Regions from separate parts of the Mus musculus genome. Here regions 1 and 2 are each linked to region 3. A link is a contact called in public promoter capture Hi-C data. All regions are on one chromosome and are shown on one strand. Each heading gives the region's core, a stretch centred on a gene start, on an enhancer-like site or on the middle of the called end of the contact. The rest is flanking DNA. Distances are from core to core; before and after follow the strand shown.

Region 1 (3,556 bases), core at 1,011-3,510, 910 kb before region 3:
TGGCTGAGAATTCCAACTCATTTGCGGTAAGGCTGCCTACACAGTGATATTGGTACAAAGATATTTAATGCTAAAGTAACAGTAACCCAGGTTTAAGGCTGGAGTGTGGAGACAGAGCTGAGTAGAGCCTCATTCCTTTCTTTAGACATCGCCTAAGAATCTTAAATGAACTTTTAGTTCTGTTTTCCTAACTCTTCGTATCTCTGAGGGCTGGATAGTTACTTTACCCACCCCAACCCTGTCAGGAGCCTTCTAGAAACCATCCAATGATCTCATTTTAGGTTTCTTAGAAATCCTTTAGAAATAGAAACTTTGAAATCCTATAAATGACTTTTATTATTATAATTATTATTATTTTTAAGTTTCGATTGTCCCTTGAGTTTGTGCCCATTCTTGGACTGGTCTCTCTGGGATCCTTCCACTACAGCCATGTTTTCGTAGTTTATCTTTCCCTGCCCCTACAGTAAAGTATCTTTAAACTCCAAATCTGCTTCACAAACTGGCAAGTCTGAAAATGAGTTTCTGGAATTAAGCCACGAATCCCAGTTTGGACCGGGCGAAGGTCCCTAAAAGTTGACAGGAACTCCTCAGGCTGCCAGCTGACCCTGGAAAGTTGTGCATCCTGCTTGTTCCCACATACGCCCATTTCACTACAGTTCCTACCGTCGTACTTAGACTCCCTATTATCCAAGCATCCTGTCCTCATTTCCAACACCAAGCTTCTAAAGCTCCCGGTGCTATGGACACGTGTGATGTGCAGCTCATCTTCTCCCACAAATGGACCTCCCCTCCATGCCATTCAAAGTACACTTCCTGGAACTGTCTGCTGAAACGTCAGTCTTCATTATCCCATCGAAACGACCAAACGGTTACCTTTTTAAAAAAAATCTACCATTTACACTATTTCAAATCACCAGTTTAATTTCGGTCTTCAGTAGACTGTAGATCATGGAGTACATTCCCTTCGCTTGTTATCCCTACCATGCTGAAAATAGTTCAACAGGGCATTAAACAGGGCAACACACACGGAGGGCACTAAACAGGGCAACGCACACAGTGGGTACTAAACCGAGCAACACACACCGTGGCCATTCAACAGACCAACTCACGATGGGCATTAAACAGGGCAACGCACACAGTGGACATTTAAAAAACAACAAAAAAACCCCACTTGAACGGATTTGTACTGAGTTCTCATCAGCTGTAGTACCGCACTGTGAGATCATCTCACAAAAGACAGAGCATACAGAACCAAGCCCAAACCGGGTGAGGCTGTGCGGCTGCCTGTGGGTCATTCGGTACCGGCTCGCGCCAGAACCCGTTGAAGCTCCAGCCGCGAGACCAGCCTGAGAACTAAAACCCTTGTGCAGCCTGCGAGAGGGGAGAAGGACCCGAGGCTCCAAGGCGTTCGGCTGTGCACTGTCTAGCTAAGGCAGTGCTCATTCTTAACGCACAACTTGAGATAGGGTGGACCGCGGCTTCCTCGGTAAACTGGACGCCCAGCGGGCGCCGAGCAGCTAGCAAAGCGCATCAGCCATTTTCCGAGCGTCTTTGGTAACCCTTCCGGAGAGGGCACGCCAGGAGGGGGAAGAAAAAAAAAAAAAAAGAAAGAAAGAGGCGGGCCTGCACCGGGGCCTCGGCCCAGAAGCCACACCCTCCGGGCTCGCCACCTCCCCATGCTAACAAAACGGAAAGCGGAACCCTAACCTCGGCAGAGAAAGCGCGCACTGGAGCGCCAATGAGCTTGCAAAGAGCCGCTCCAGGGCGCCGTATGCTCTCCCGGGATTGGCTGGGCCTCGTTCCTTGTACTTTTTTTATTGGTCAGACTGTCTTCTCTGCCGGCTAATTGTTTTATTCGTATAGGTACTTTTTGATTGGCTCTTCCTGGTGGGGCGGAGGAATGAGGTTTTGGAAATTGTTCAGCCTGGATTGGCGCATTTGAGCACCTGAGGAAGGGGCTTGTCCCAGTCACTCCCTGTCCCATCTCCCGACCCGTAAGCTCCCTCCCCTTCAACTCGCGAGTGCTAATGTTTAAAAAGAATTAAAAAAAAAAAAAAAAAAAAAAAAAAAGAGGGCGTGAGCGAGCGAGTGAGCCTCCTGCGCGCCAGCCCGGCCTCCTGCGCAGCGCGCGCCTCTGCGAGGACCCGCGCGAGCTGCCCGTGCCGCTGCCTGCGCTGTTTAAACTGCAGAACCCGTTAGGCCCCGGGAGGAACTACCGTTCCAGCTGGTTCCGGAGCCGAGCGTGCCGGGGGCGAGGGGCGGTCGCGCGGCGGCTCGCGCCTTTCGCGCCTCTGCAACGTGGAGAGGAGAACCGGCACTTTCCGTGGACGCCACCTCCAGCCGCGACGCTGGCGCGGGCGGGGGTTCACTCGCGGGGGTCCTGAGACTGAGGAAAACGCGCCAAGTTCCCCCTCGGCGGCCGTGCGGGGACCCTGCGGCTCGGGAGCGCCGCCACCGCTGTGCGCCCGTAGCCTTCCCGGCCGGGCTGCGCCGGGGATGTAGTGGTGCCGCGGCGGGCAGGACCGAGCGGCGGCCCGGCTCCCGCTCCGCGGACGAATGGTCACTCCCCCGCGGGAGGCGCCCACCAGCGATCCCTCTCCCGGGACGGCGGCCGGGCTCACCTGTCGCGCCCGCACTCTGCCCGGCTGGTCTCCCCGGCGGCGGCGCCGCGGACTCGCGAAGGGCCATGACCGGGTAAGGAGCGCCCGGGGTTCAGGGCCCGGGGCTGCGCGGCAGGTGCTGACGGTGGGGAGGGCCCCTTAGGCTCGGGCTGCGCTGCGAGGGACTGCCGGCGGGCGCGGCGACCCCCGGGGTGGCACACCCAGGACCCAAGTGCCCCTCTGCCCACGCCTTTCGTAATGGGAGAGGCTGGCCGGGAGAAGAGATGTTTGTGATCGCAGTGTCCTGGGTCGGGGCTTGCGAAATTTTACCGCGCATTTTCTTGACTTACAGTTTCTCCAGAAGTGTGTACGGCGCCACGTGTCTTAACCCTGCGCCCAAGAGTTTGTTTTTATTGTTTCACGTTTTTCTTGAAAGAAGAGTTGAATCCTATCATTGTACACAGATTTGAAAAGTAGTGGGACTGAGGATTCACGGTGTCATTTGGTCAAGAAGACTTAGGGCTAAGTTCATTGTGCGAAGCTTGGGTTATAGTTCTGGAGAGGCTTTTTTGACTGAAAGCTCTGAGAAGGGACGTGGAGAACATAAGATTGGGCACCCGGGAAAGTGTCGCGCTCTTGGTGACCATCAGTGCTGGCTGGCTGTTTAGAGGGTCCCAGATTGGGTGGCTGGCCGAGATGACGGCCGCTGTTTGAGCTGGCTGATGACTTTTCTCTCACTGGCTCCCAGGAAGACACCTTTCCGGAGTCATTAGTGCTTGGGGGAAGTCTGACAGTTTTGCGAAGGCTGGTTTATCATTCCTAACAGGTCATTTCATCAAGAACATTTAAGGGGCCAAGAGACAAAAATTTAAGTTGCAGATAAGATGGGAAATTTTGCCAGTTGTCCAGTTTTTCCTGAGTTGGTTCCCAGAAATGGTTTCCCTGCAGTGTACAGT
Region 2 (3,369 bases), core at 487-2,986, 710 kb before region 3:
CTGGCTGCACAGCTGGAAAGCTGGGTGGCAGGAAAGGCGCATGGCCCCACTCTTCCTCAACTTCCACTCGCAATCACTCATCACTGCCATGTCTACCTAAACGTCTCCTGCAACAGCACAGGCTTCATTTCCCTGCCTTGATTTTGTAACTTCCAAGGCTAGCCTGACTCACGTTTGAGGCTGCTTTCCACAACAGAGTCTGTTTTCTGTCTTGAGACTAGTTCCATCTGATATCTCCATTCACAGAGAAGAGGCACTATCTATATTTCATACCTTACCCTCAAGGGTGTACTTACTTTATGAGATATAAACTCTAAGATCTATTTAAAAGAATTGTACAAAATGTGTCCTTTAATGGCATGCCTTAAGACCCCAAAACAAAAACTCATACTTTCCAATCCCAATTACAAATGTTCAATGATAATATGGACAATGCACTATTAAGTGCTTTATAAAAAAAATGACCATTTAAAATTCACGACAACCCAATAAGCTAGATACCATTATTACCATTTTTCAGATGAGACAACTAACATGCAAGAGAATTTCAACAACCTGGTGAAGGTCCCGATTTTAAAAACACTCAGTATTGTAATTTATCTTAGTCTACCAGTAGCACCCATATTCCTAAGAACTTATTTAAGAAGAATATGAAATACATATTTTAAAACTCAAAAAGGGTTCATTTACATCTGATCTTAGCCAAAGACAGAGATGCAATGAGATGTTAGTTTTAAATGGGAAAAAAAAAAAAGTGTCCCAAAAGCCTTAACATTGTGGGGGTCCGGAAACTAATAAAAGCTTTTCTCCAACATATCCAAAAACCTTCTACAAATATCAACAAGCTAAAAAGATTCAGAACCACAGAAATATATACAGCCATCACAAAATTTCATCTGAATGTTGCCTTTCTTTAAGCCTAAGTCGCAGAAATAAGGCTTTAATGAGACAACAAACAAACAATGCCTAGTTCCTTATCCATAAGTACATCCCATAGCTAAATTCTACAAACATCCTTCCATTTTTTTATCTGGACAGGGAGGTAAACTGCTGGGGAACCTTATCCTCGGTGGGTGGTTTACTCCTAGGCCCACGCATAAAGCCCAGTGCGGGTCGGGTCATCCATCTTCCTCTGGGGCCAGAGAAAGAACGCCCACCGAGCCCACGGGTAAGTGGGGTGCTCCCATGTCCCGCAGCCCATAACTTTGCACTGCGGCCTCAGTGTGCCTGTGCAGGCGTGGGTGCGGAGCCGCTGGGGCGGGCGGGGCGTCCGGGGTGCTGTCAGCGGTGGCGACGGGTGCGTGAGCGCCGTGGCCTCCACGCCAGTTCCTTTTGTTGGGGCGCCCGGAGCCGGGGCGTGGGCGTGGAGCGCCGGGGAGGACGCGACTGCGGACACAAAGAACCGCCGAGCTGCCGCACGCCCTGCGGGCCTGGCGGGGCGCGGACTGCAGGCCCGGGACCGCGCGGCAAGGCCCGTGGGCCGCGCCACACCCACCCTCGCACCCCGGGGGCCCGGCCGGGCTCCCCGCCGCGTACCTGCTGATCTTCTGAGCGAAGGCGCGGCGCTCCGCCATGGCTGCGGCGGCGCGGGGCTGGACGCGGGGCTGGACGCGGGGCTGGGCGGCCTCCTCCTCCTCGCGCTCCCGTTCGCGCTCCCTCCCGCGCGCTCGCCCGTCGGCTCTCCGGACCCCACCGCGAGGCTGGGCCGGCCGCTGGAGCGCGGAACCAGGGTACCGTAATGCGCCGAGGAGGCGCGCACGAGGAACCTCTCTCTGCCCCCGCCCCCGCCACCCCCCTTCGCCTCGCGCGCCAATCCCGGCTGGAGGCCGGGCTGGAAGGCCGCCGGAGCCCGCGGGAGCTGATGCGACGCCGGGTGTGGAACCGGGCCGCGAGCCCTCGCTGCCCTGCCGCCACGACCGGGAAGACCCACGACGGGGCCGTGACCGTAGCCGCCGAACGCGCGCGGGGCTGTGCTTTCCCCAAAGGGAAGGTTAGGAAATGGAAAGGGCCTTGCGGCTTGGTTCCTGCAGCTCCTGACTCCAGGCAGTTTAAAGCACCTTTCTTGCACGCCCCGACCTCGTGAGTGGGGTCTAGCTGGAGAAACAATGGCTCTTCTTTGTAGAAAGAACTCTCCCACAAAGGTGGTGTGATAATCGCTGATTTGTGGTGCATGGCCAAGCTTACACGCATGATCTTACTTAATCTCCACAACAGCTCTTTGAAGTAGATTTAGCTCCATTTTAGAGAGAAAAAAATTGTCTCAGAGAAGCTGTGACTTGCCCTTGGTCACACATGGCAAGCTCCTCCCGTGAACGTGAGACCCAGAGCCCAGGCCCTTTTCTCCAAGAACAGTTATCCCTGTAAAGAATTCTCTTGTGAGTCCTTTACAGTTACTCTGGCATTCTCATTTCATATGTATGCGTACATGCATATCCATCAGATGAACTGTTTTCCATCCTTTTGATGTTCTATAAATAGAACCTGTGTCAGTCTTGTTCTAATGCATTGGGTTCTGAAATTGTGAAACTAAGAAAAATCCTTTGGCTTCTTGTGACACCTTCCCTCCTAAATGTTTTAAGAATTTAATATACCTTATTTGCAGTTACTAAATGTCCTCTGTATCCTTGTGGAGCGTGTTAGATTGTCTCTCACCATAGCGAAACCTTCAGCTTGAAGCCTGGTCACTTGCCCAGTCATACAGAACAGAAAGCACTCATTAAGTGGGTCCAGGACTTCCCGTCTGTACCCTAACCTGGGTTTGAACCAGGTGATTGGATGCCTTTAAAACACTGGTTTACGGTGAGGATAGCCCATTCGAGGTGGGTATATATTTAACATGTACTTAAATGCAGGTATGCTAGAGCCCAAATGTGAGCTAGCTGCGGTTCTGTTTTCAGAATATTTGAGTCCATGGGGAAAGATACAGCTGCTCCAAGTCTAACTTTGCTGTAACACTGTTCCAGACCTTTCCATTGTTCATGATAGAAACCCAGTTGCTTTCTGCCTCCTCCCCATGTGACCTTGAGCAAATTACTTAAACAACCGGAACAGTGTTACTTAGTTGCAAGCATAGTGTGAAGATGCACTGAATTCAAGGTCTAAGTGTGGGGTCTGGGCTGCAGTGGGTACCTACCTAGCTGCTACAGTTTCCTCGCAGGTGTTATCAATATCCATGGTATACTTGACTTTGTCCTTGGTGCTTCAGAGTCTCTGGATGGCTTGTCTGCTTTCATGCTCCCAGGCAGATGTTGTAGGCCTTTATCTCTGCTTGACAAACATCTTCTCAGTACTCTCTTAGAGACTGAGCACATTTTGCTTTGAATAGTTCTTTGTATACATGACTCACTAGTTGCCAAAGAGTCTGAAAGG
Region 3 (3,436 bases), core at 865-3,364:
AAACGTCATCATTTCAACATCACTGAAAATCAGTCCAGTTTCTGGGACTGGAGAGATGGCTCAGAAGTTAAGAGCACTTGCTACCCTTACAGAAGACTGGGGTTCAGTTCCCAGCAACGGTATGGTGGCTCATTATCATCTCTGACTCCAGTTCTGGGGCACATGATGATCTCTCCTGGCCTCCCTGGGTACCAGGTTGTAAGTGATTCATATACATACATGCAGGCAAAACACTCATCCACATTATAAAAAAAATGGTTTTTTTTTTTTTTTAGCTATCTTTTATAAGAACTTCCCAAGGTTTCTATTAGTACCACTTTGACTTCATAGTTTATCACATTTAAAAACAAAGCATCTCACTAACGAAGACGGAACTCTGCTACCAAAGCAGTGGTTCTCAACCCTTCTAATGCTGCAACCCTTTAATAAAATTATTTTGTTGCTACTTCATAACTTTAATTCTGCTACTGTTATAAATCATAATGTAAATATCTATATTTTCCAGTGGTCTTAGGTGGCCCCTGTGTAAGGCTGTTCGACCACCAAAGGGGTCATAACCCACAGGTTGAGAACCACTGCGCTACAGCGTGACTATGCTTCATACATGAAATTATTATGATGGCTTTAATCTCTTTGCTAAAACACATTAGCAGCAAAGCTGGGTCTAGGATGTAGTTCATCAGGTACAGTGCTCAGTTACTATACACAAAGCTTTAGGTTGGACCCCCAGCACTGAATAAACAGTGGGCGGTATGCAATCCCAGCACTGGGGGAGGTGGACGGAAAATTAGAAGTTTGTTGTTTTCTTCAGCTACAAAGTGAGTTTAAGATCAGCCTGGGTTATACAAGCCCCTGATTCTTTAGAAAAATGGACCAACCAACACAACTGCTAAAAATATGGGATGTCAATGTACTTAATGAAACTCTTCTAATATAACAACATCTACTCATATATTAAAGTTGCCAGTTGCCAGAAAAATATCCACTTCCAATAGATTTTGGTTCCTCACTTCTGTAAACAGATCAGGAACATAGTTTACACACCAAATTCATTTTCATTCTTTTCCTGCTTAAGTTTTGTTCCCTCATCTTTGCCAGCAATGTTATAATAGACATTTTTCTAATGCATTAAAAGATAAACCTTTTTAGAATGGTGAGTTAATAAATATTGTTATTTCCGAAGGTCCTCCTTCTTTTATGTCAGCTCATATCTTACACAAGTATCCCCGATAATATCTTAGTTTGCATTTTACTCAAACAGGAAAATGTTACCCTAGCAGGAAGTACCTAAATCAGCCTGGTACGGGGGTAGCCAAAGAAGTATTACAAGAGTTAGGTCTTCCTCCTCCCTCAAATTCTTTAAAAAGACCCTGTTTTTTTTAAAAACAAAACAAAACAAAAAAAAAAAAAAACCTGTTTATACAACCGCTAACTGTGCTTTATATAGCCTATGTAGGGTAGCCGAAGGGTAGCAGTCTAGCACAATACCCATCTCTACTATGGTCATTTTCGGTAATCACATTATTGGGGTTGGGCTGTAACTTAAAGATGACCCAATACAAACCCACTTTTTACTTTTTTCAAGCTTATTTTTATAAGTAAGAAAAGTAAATCACTTATTACTGAGTTGCTAAGTGATAATCTTAAGAATCTTTCAGTGCCTGAAATCCATTCAGTCCATGAAATCTCTCCCGAGTTTCAGAGAACTCACTACACAAATGCTTAACAAGCATTTAAAAATTCTACAAATTACAGAGAAATGTTTACTTAATATACTCTTTCATTCTTAGTCATTTCAAGTTAGACATTACTCAGATTTAGCCCGCAGCTTACACAATGATGTGAAGTTTTAAGAGTCAAAGAAGTGTTGGAAGGGTAGAGGTAGGTTGGGAATACCAAGCATCCCGACGCTGTCAACAGAGAAAAGTTTATAGAAATAAAAAAGACAAGGTGACCATGGGACGGCATACTCTTCCTGTATACTCTTTTTGCTCATAGAGGGCCCACAAAACAGCAACGTCTGGGGAAGGGATACCTACGGCATTTCGGGACTCCGTTGCTGGACAGAACCAACTGAGAAACCGCAAACGCGGAAGCATAAAAAGCCCGCGTAGTAAGCGCTGGATGAGGTGTCACCCCGTATGCAGCTCGCCGGAAACAGTCTCCGCGCGAGAAAGAGCCTGAACGTGTTCAAGGAAATGGTGCAGGGAGTCTAAGGCCAGAATCCATTTAGCCCCAGCCGCATGCAGCGCACGACCCTCCTCACTATTGTGGACATGCCAGCCTCGCAACAGATAAGCTACAATGCCATGGCTGTTCTCTCTCGGTCAATGGTCCACAAATCTCTGGTCGGAGCGTTTGGAAGGTGCTCTGCCTCTTATTTCCGGTGGCGGCGAGGCGCAGTTGCTATGGTAATCTAAAAAAGGCGGAGGTCTGTCCGGTTGCGCCGAGAGGTTCGCGGATCTACTAACGAAAATTGGCTGCTCTTCTTGGTTTGTGAGCTGAAATTAGGTAGCCACCAAGCCTCTCTCTTGCTCTGTCGCTCGCTCTGCTCTTCATTGTGCGGCCGCCTCTCCCATCTGCTACGTTTACTTCTGTGTCCTCCTAAGAGCCGGTGCATGCCCCGAAACACACAAGGGGATGCAGCATCGTGGCCAGAGGAGTACAAAAAACGGAGAGAGCTTGTCTGGGATTAGTTGTGACTGTTTCACGGTGCAGCGACGGTGACTGGATGGCTCTCTGTTTTCATTTGGCCCTTTAGACGCCTTAGGCGCTTTTAACAGTTTATTTTTCCTGCTTATTGTGTGCCTAGTTATTTATGGAGCCGTTTGCTACAATATACTCTCCAGGCCCCTGTCTCAGACTTGGGCTAGAATTTTAAATAAAAGGTGGTTTCCGAGCCCTAGGGGTGCAATTATATATTTATTTAAGCTTCAGTTTGGACTGTCTTCACAGGAAGGGAAAGAATAGAATTCTGGAACATTTCTGTCCAGGGATTTTCATGTGAGAATAACCCCATTTGGAAGGAGCACTTGAAGATCCTTAAAAATGTTTTTAAATTGCTTGCTGTAAGCCGAGTGCTTGCTCTTCCTTATTGGAATAGTTTTCTTTCCCGTTTGTGAGATGGCGCGCACGCATATGTGTTTAAAACCGATGTTTAATTATGGTGATACCAATTTGCAGTAACCAGACTGTGACACCACATCCCTATGGGGTCCTTCTAAATCTGGTGTAATATGAAAGTGTCAGGCAGGCGGTCTGTGTATTATAAATAGGGTACTTCATCCATGATAAGCGATTATTATCTTTCTTTCCCAAGTGTAAAAGACCTACATAATTCAAGAAGGTGCCAGTGATTTAGGCCTCCTGAGTATGAATCCAATGAGTCCTGAAGGGGACCCTACCTGTGTCATCTTATTGTTCAACTTGAACTATT

The links. Promoter capture Hi-C pulls out the DNA fragments that hold promoters and counts their contacts.
Region 1: a promoter capture Hi-C map of pre-B cells shows a contact between it and region 3, with 6 times the contacts expected there. The contact joins the promoter of Usp1 here to the promoter of Itgb3bp in region 3. A contact is called at or near these places in 11 of 39 promoter capture datasets (the 3T3-L1 cell line, the C10 cell line, the HPC-7 cell line and 5 more), 5 of 115 datasets of contacts at active chromatin or transcription factors (the 230-238 cell line, astrocytes, bone marrow-derived macrophages and 2 more) and 2 of 9 other capture datasets (adipose tissue and liver).
Region 2: a contact with region 3 is called in a promoter capture Hi-C map of pre-B cells. The contact joins the promoter of Dock7 here to the promoter of Itgb3bp in region 3. A contact is called at or near these places in 5 of 39 promoter capture datasets (the C10 cell line, cranial neural crest, embryonic stem cells and 1 more), 2 of 115 datasets of contacts at active chromatin or transcription factors (astrocytes and bone marrow-derived macrophages) and 3 of 9 other capture datasets (adipose tissue, liver and pancreatic islet).

The regions. Positions count from the first base shown.
Region 1 is chr4:98,921,550-98,925,105 of GRCm38.p6, forward strand. Usp1 (ubiquitin specific peptidase 1) reads left to right here and starts at 2,261. Exons shown (of 9, transcript NM_001301414.1): 1 at 2,261-2,694.
Region 2 is chr4:99,119,189-99,122,557 of GRCm38.p6, forward strand. Dock7 (dedicator of cytokinesis 7) reads right to left here and starts at 1,737. Exons shown (of 50, transcript NM_001369286.1): 1 at 1,537-1,737. The coding sequence starts at 1,574.
Region 3 is chr4:99,827,044-99,830,479 of GRCm38.p6, forward strand. It overlaps Itgb3bp (integrin beta 3 binding protein (beta3-endonexin)), which reads right to left and starts at 2,115. Exons shown (of 9, transcript NM_026348.4): 1 at 2,040-2,115. The coding sequence starts at 2,044. Efcab7 (EF-hand calcium binding domain 7) reads left to right here and starts at 2,402. Exons shown (of 14, transcript NM_145549.2): 1 at 2,402-2,511.